2 separate regions of the Sus scrofa genome follow, and region 2 is linked to region 1. Evidence: chromatin contacts called from public Hi-C data. All regions are on one chromosome and are shown on one strand. Each heading gives the region's core, a stretch centred on a gene start, on an enhancer-like site or on the middle of the called end of the contact. The rest is flanking DNA. Distances are from core to core; before and after follow the strand shown.

Region 1 (3,769 bases), core at 168-2,667:
GTTGTCAAATCAAATAACTATTAACTATGGTAGGAGTGCAAAATTGGTACAACTTTGAAAAAAAGTCATTGTCTAATAAAGACATAAGTGGGAATATATTTGTATTGGCAAATCTTTCCTCGTTTACAGGTCCAAGACTTATGAAGAATCCGGCTGATGCCACAATGCTTTGAAAAACTACTGCTGCTATAGGGACTAAGTAACACAGTGACAATATACCAAGGTGAAAACATTGCCTGGTGAATCTTTTTTTTTTTTTGGGTCTTTTTAGGGCTGCACTCGCTGCATATGGAGATTCCCAGGCTAGGGGTCAAATCTGACCTGTAGCTGCTGGGCTACACCACAGTCAGGGCAAAGTAGGATCCCAGCCACGTTTGTGACCTACAGCTCACGGTAAAGCTGGATCCTTAACCCAGTGGGAGAGGCCAGGGATCCAACCTGCGTCCTCATGGGTACTAGTCAGATTCCTTTCTGCTGAGCCATGACAGAAACTCCTGCCTGGTGAAATCTTATTGCATATAAGCACTTGACATATTTCATAATGATACTACTTATAATTTTTAAAAATAAGTACAATTGTAATTTTAAAAAAATGAAAGTGAAGGCAACAACACAAATTTACACCAACAGTAGACTGCTCTGGTCTTTGACACACCTTTGCCCAGCGCCCGAGTGGGTGGGCTGGGCAAACTCAGAGACTAAGCGCTCCGGGGACTGCGGAGGGTCATAGGTGTGGTTCTTCCCAGAATTGAGGGTCTTTGTTCTCAAAGCCCTCACTCAAGTCCGATATTCTTGAGTCCTTCGAGGACATGGAACACACATCAGACAGCAATCAGTGTCCTGGAGACGGCCTGCAGCAGGAACTTCCCAGAAGTATGGTTGGTCCGCGGACAATTACTGTCAGCCCGGGCACAGGGTATTTTGGGAAATACAGTCCTCGGCAAGTGGGAGCCAAATATTCAAGGCCTATACGAGCAGGACAGTGTGGCAGCAGGACTTTGGAAGAGAGGAGCCTTTCCGCTGGTAGAGGCCAGTTCTTGTCCTGCACGAACAAGTCTCCCTTTGCCCGGTGCGAGCAGACAAAAGACCCAAAAGACGTTTAACGGCCCCATAATTTTCTGGGAAGCGTAGTTTCGCGGTCCAGGCGCCACTGTCCTCACAACGCAAGCAGACGGCTGCCGTTGGTTCTGGGAAGCGGACTTCGCCAGAGAAGACTGTTGCCCTCTCGGTACTTCGCGGATGTTTCTCGCGGACCGCCCCGCAAGCCCCCTTTCAGGAGGGCCGGGTATTTTCCACAAAGCCCAGGCCGGGGATCTCGCGGTGCGTCGAGATCGCGCGGCCGCGGAGCCTTCTGGGAAGTGTGGTTTTTCCGTAGGCGACCATATGAGGCAAAGGCAACTTTTGTCCCTGACGCGGAGGAGTCTGACAAGTGCATCCCGGCTGTGGGCTTTGCCCTTGGTCTGCCCTGCAGCGGAGTTCTCCGTCCTGGAATCAGGGAGGACTCTGGGCTGTGCCGGTCCAGCGAGGCGGTCCGCCATTGTCCGCTCGCAGCGACCGGGAGAGTCAGGTACGCGGAGGTGCCGGCTCAGGACGGTCGCATCCCGCTTCCGGGCCAGTGAGGTCAGCCGAGCAGTCAGGCAAGTGTGGATCCGGGAAGGGCGGCCCGCGGGCCTCGGCCTCACGCCTCCCCGGCTTTGGGCACGGCTGCCACGACCATACTGGTCTCCGAGTCTGCCTCGCGGTGTGAGCCCAGGCAGACCCCCCCTCCCCAGCTTCTCTGGGCCTCTGTGTCCTGCCTTGTGAAAGGGGAGGAGGGAAGGCGCTTACCTCTTGGAGCTGTTGTGAGAAGGAAATGGGAAAGTGAAAGAAATCGCCATCTACAGTTTTTTTTTAATCCAACGTGTAAACCTTGAACAAATTGTTTCTATATGGCCGAGTTTGTTTTCTCATCATTTAAAACAAGAAATCTGGAATAATGTCAGTGCCCACCCTGCATAGTAGTGAAAATCGAACGAGCTCTTATTTAATGTTATTATTACTGTTGTTTTATGCGTCCTTCACTTTTGTGTATAATAGTTGATTTACACGCAGATAGAACGTGTACCAAAGAACACCCTGTTAATTCAGGGAAAGGTTGGAGCCCTGGAAAGTGGTTCCCAGTGTGATTTTTCCATGGAAGCATGTCCAGAACTGCAAGATAAGCGTAATACTTCATGACTGCTTTTTCCTGTTCTTGATCTGCCTTCTCAGGCACTGACCTGCTGTAAGAAGAGAGCCTGGAAAGAGGACTGTGTTGACTTGGAATTTGCAGTCATGTTTCAGGTAAGTTGATGTGTCCTCAAATGTTCCTGAAACATCTTGTTATCAGGACTCTTGAGTGCTCTGTGTCTCCTACCAGATCCCATCTCACAAAGTCCATTTCGGGACTGGATCTATGATTCCTTTCATTATAGGGAAGGATGGAATCCACAGAACTACAAAGTACTGTCTTCTCTCAGTGCCCCTCTTTTCTACCAGTTTTCTCTCTGAAGAGTCTTGGGCAAAACTTTTTTTTTTAAACAATTTAAAATTCAAGTTTGAAAGGTTAGATTATTTGCTTTACGGTGGTCGAAACTGTATCCTGTGGTCTCAGTTAATGGTATATATCAGTCCTTTCAGCTGTTCAAGTCAAATGTTTGGAGTCATCCTTGATACCTCCCTTTCTCTTATAACTGTCATTCAGACACTAGTTGGATCTAAAATATACACAGAATATCTACACAGTCTGACCACTGGTTACTCAATGACTGCCACCACCGCTGCCACCCTAGTCCAAGTACCTAGATTATTGCAGTAGTCACCTTATTGGATTCCTTGCTTCTGCCCTTGACTTTCTTCAGTCTCTTCTCAATACTGCTGTCATTCCTTAGCTTAAAACTCTTCAGTGGCCCAAACTTAGAATAGAAGTCAGAGTTGTATGGTGGCGTAAAAATCTTTGTACAGCTAGGCTCTCTTATTGTTTCTCTGATCTCATCTTTCTTCTCTGTCTCTTTGTTCCCTGATGGCTGCTACCTCCAGGCCTTGGAAGTTGCTGTACCATCTGCTTGGACTATTTTTTTCCCTAGAAGAACTTGCATTCTTACCTCCTTTGTATCCTTGCTCAGTGGTTACTTTCTTGATAAAGCTTCCCTGAACATCTGTTTTAAATTGCAGTTGCCTTCTCTTGACTATCACTTCCACTCCTCTAGAACTGTGTTGTTTTTCATAGCATTTATCACTCACTAGCTGATACACTGTATGTTTAGTATGTGCATTTGCTCATTGTTTGTCCCCTCCCAGTGGAAGGGATATTTTTTCTTTTTTGTTGACTGTTTCATCTTCAGTATTTGGAGTGTTATCTGTCATAAAACAGATACTTATAGTTTTTGAGAGAAGGAGTGGTAAAAAATGGCGGGGGCAGGGAATTCCCACTCTGGTGAAGTGGGTTAAAGATCCAGTGTTGCCACGGCTGTGGTGTAGATCAGAGCTGCGACTTGGATTTGACCCCTGGCCTGGGAACTTCCATATGCAGTGAGTGCAGCTGAAAAAGGAAAAAAAAAAAAAAAATCATAGTGCAGAATCATGGGGTAGAAGTGAGGCCTGCACAGAAGGCATGGGGTGGATATGCAGAGTCAGAGTGCTGGGCAAAGCCTGTTTCTTGGGGATATTAGATAATTAGAATTTTAAAAACTTTTTTTTTTAAAGTAAAAACTGGGAGTTCCCGTCGTGGCGCAGTGGTTAACGAATCTGA
Region 2 (3,587 bases), core at 202-2,701, 43 kb after region 1:
TCATACGTCCCTAAGTGCTTGGAAAAAAACCCAAAAGACAGTGAGATGCCTACAAAGACTAGGGGAAGGGCAACCAGGCAGCCCTCTCTGAGCAGACACTGGAATAAGGCTGGAATAAAGTTAGGGAGCAAGGCAGGTGAGGAAATGTGGATAAATAAGAGAAGTCCTGAAGGTGATCAGAGCTATGATGAAAGCAAACAGGGTGCCATGCTGAAGAGCAGCTTTGGGCCTCTCCATGTGTTTACATCCCACAAGACACACATTCCCGTGCAGTCATCAATAAATATTGCAGTGGACTGTAACAAATTCACTTTTCAAAGATAAGTAAATGTGTTAGGATAATGGATTCACTGCTGTGGCAAGTCAACTTTACCTGTGCTGCCCAAATGGCAGTGGCAAAGAGAAATCCAGTGACTGCCCTGTCTTCAGGCCTCTCCAGGGAACTTCTATTCTTATTAAAAGAGCAGCAATTTAAAAAACGCTGCTCCCGCCTCACCTCTGCTAGAGGCTCTCTCATCCTTTCTCCCAGCTTTGAGCTGGGTTGAGGCCTGAGGGTCAGACTCTGCCTGGGGTGAGCCTAACATAATAGCAGGACTAGGAGAGTCCCTGTCTGGAAACCACATACAGAATAAGGCTCTCTGGGTCATGCTCAACACTGAAGGGCACATATGTGTCCTCTGCAGTTCCCTCAACCGAGAGAAAAAAATTGTTAATATTCCGATTTTGGCCCCGAGGGAAGAGAAGCCAAAGGCAGTGAATCGACAAGCTCAAGGTTAGAGCCAGAAATGGATGCCCCCCTTATCCCTGGCCTGGATTCAGAACGCTGGGTTGGACGTGATTTGCACAGCCGTGTCCACACCCCGTTCTCACAGGACCTCTAGATTCAAGAATATGAAGAGGGAAAAGCGAAGAATCCCGGGATTCTCTATATCATGGAGAGTGGAATTGTACATAGGCGACCCCTGCGCACGTGAGCCTGCGAGACCTTCCACTCACCAGCGCTGGCGCCGCCATGGGGCCCAGTGGGCAAAGCGGAACGGCGAGAGGCAGCGACAAAAGCCGGTCCACGACCTCTCAGACCAGCCCTGGTCGCGGCGGGGGGGGGGGGGGGACCGGCACCCGAGTCTCCGCGATGTAGAATGCGCGCAAGCCCCAGGGGGCCGCCTCCCAGAGCTGCAGAGACCGAGGGGTGGGGCGAGGCTCGGAGTGCGCACGGCGGACAACCCCGTTCCAGGCGGAGTCACGGCTCATACAAAAGCGTGGTGGTGGGTCTTACTCTCCTCACTGTCCTTTGCTCAGTCTCGGAGACCTTTTTCTGAGAAGCGGCCACTGCCCTGTGCTTCAGCCAGAAACGCCGGTAACAACAGACCTGCCACTTCCAAAAGACGCCCTGAGGCCGGAGACTAGAAGTTCAGCCCAAGCTGCCGCAGGCAACGCCCCCCTCCGTTTGCCGTCATTGGCTCAGCGCCCGCAGCCGACCTTGGAGGCGCTTCTGGGTAATGTAGTTTCAGATTGCATCCTGGTGAGCGGAGGCGCTCACTTCCTGAATTCTGAGAAATGGAGCCCAAAGGTTCTAAAGAGTGGACGTGGCTTCGCTACCTCTTAAAAGGAAGGCGCACAGATTTCCGTGGCCCTTCGGACAATGCTCTTTACTTAAGGGTCCCTAAGACGTGATCCATGCTTTGTCCACTCCCTCCGCCCCGCAAAAAAACCCCCTAAGCTCAAAAGGGAAAAAAATGGTAAATGAGCCTTTATCAATTTTAAAGAAAGTTGTTCTCTGAAAGTGTTTTGAACTGAATGGAAATGAAAACACAATATATCAAAATTTGTGGGAGGCAACTAAAATAGAATTTAAAGGGAAATGTATAACATTAAACAGATATTAAAAAAGGGAAGGTCTCAAATCGTGGATCTCTGTTTCCATATTAAAAAATCAGAAAAAGAAGACAAACAGAGAAATCAGGAAAAGGATTTAATAAAGATCAAAATGGAAACCAGTGTGTGTGTGGGGGAACCTAGAAAAAATCATTAAAACCAAAAGCCTTAAGATCAATAAAATTGAGAAGTTCTTGCGGTGGCTCAGCGGTAAGGAGCCCGAGTAGTATCCATGAGGATGCAGGTTGATCCCTTGTCTCACTGGGTTAAAGATCCGGTACTGCTTGTGAGCTGTAGTGTGGTCATGGACGTGTCTCGGATCCCCCCGTTGCTATGGCTGTGGGGTAGGTCGGCAGCTACAGCTCTGATTCGAGCCCTGCCCTGGGAACTTACAGATGCTGCAGGTATAGCCCTAAAACAAAACAACAAAATCAATAAAATTGATAAACCTCTAGACAAATTTTATCAAGAGAGAATACACAAATTATGAAATCAAGAATCAGGACTAGACGCAACCACAGATTTTATGGATATTAAAGTTAATAAGGGAATATCATGAGCTTTGTTATGGCACTAATTGAAAAACTAAAGTGAAATGAAACAATTTCCTTAAAGATGCAAACAATGAAAGCTCAGTTAAGAAAAAAAGTAGATAATATATTTAGTCCTGTATTTTAGAAATTAAATTTCTATTTAGAAACATTCTCACAAAGCAAATTGCAGGCTTAAATGGTTTCACTGTGAGTTCTACCAAACACTTAAGGAAGAAGTAATAGCAATTCTACACAAACTTTTCCAAAAGGTGGAAGAGTAGGTAGTATTTACCCAATATATTCTGTGGACTTAGCTTTATGTTGATATCTCAACCAGACTAAAGCATTACAAGAAAAATTCAGTCCAACATTCCTTATGAATATACATGCAGGAATTCCAATAATATTTTAGCAAATCAAATACAGGAATATATAAAAGGATCATGCATCATGACAAAGATGGGTTTATTTCAGAAATATAAGGTTTGCTTGATATTTGAAAACCAATTGTCAGGTTCTTAACCCGCTGAGCAGCAAAAGGAACTCTGAACCTAGTCTTGATGTCATGCGGTGCTTCAACTCCTGTTTAGTGATGGTAGACGCCCCCATCCGAGGAGGGAGTGGCCAAGCCAGATGGGATCCATTGGGCTGACTTCAAGACTAAGGACTCTTGGTCCCCTATATGCAGGGCTTCAGGGTGGCAGTTGTCAGGGCTGGTAGAGGAGTGCATTACTTGGAGTAGTGTATACAGCTCAGCCCTAGAACCCATATGCTGGGAAAGTGGGGATGGACTCTGCTCCAGCTGTGGGAATAACAGCTACCTCTGGGGAGAAGGGGATAGGCAGGAATCAGCTCAGGTCCCCAGGGTCCATGAGAAGCCTCCCGCCCAGTGAAGCTCTAAGTACAGTGTTGTCCAGTATCATTTCACAGTTCAGGATTCTCTCGGCCTCATCAAACAGTCCTCAGTTCCCCAGGGAAAATTAAACAGTGATAGCCTCAAAGGTCACACAGTGTGAGGGCAGCTGATTCCATGATCATCAGGGTCCAGTCCATCCTCCCATATGTCCATCCCAAGCTCAACCTCTTCCCCAACTACCCAAGTCAGAGGCAATACAGATACTGGTGCCACTTGTGCTCTCTCAGCTCTTACCTATTGATCACTGTGTTAACCCACAGTGA

The links. Hi-C and Micro-C count contacts between places; a contact is called where the count stands out from the background.
Region 2: a contact with region 1 is called in a Hi-C map of skeletal muscle, with 5 times the contacts expected there. The contact joins the promoter of ZNF599 here to the promoter of ZNF181 in region 1. A contact is called at or near these places in 4 of 47 Hi-C or Micro-C datasets (fetal heart ventricle, heart right ventricle, retroperitoneal adipose tissue and 1 more) and 2 of 2 datasets of contacts at active chromatin or transcription factors (alveolar macrophages and skeletal muscle).

Annotation. Positions count from the first base shown.
Region 1 is chr6:44,344,086-44,347,854 of Sscrofa11.1, forward strand. ZNF181 (zinc finger protein 181) reads left to right here and starts at 1,418. Exons shown (of 5, transcript NM_001244818.1): 1 at 1,418-1,637; 2 at 2,251-2,322. The coding sequence starts at 2,314.
Region 2 is chr6:44,387,331-44,390,917 of Sscrofa11.1, forward strand. ZNF599 (zinc finger protein 599) reads right to left here and starts at 1,452. Exons shown (of 4, transcript XM_021097155.1): 1 at 1,370-1,452.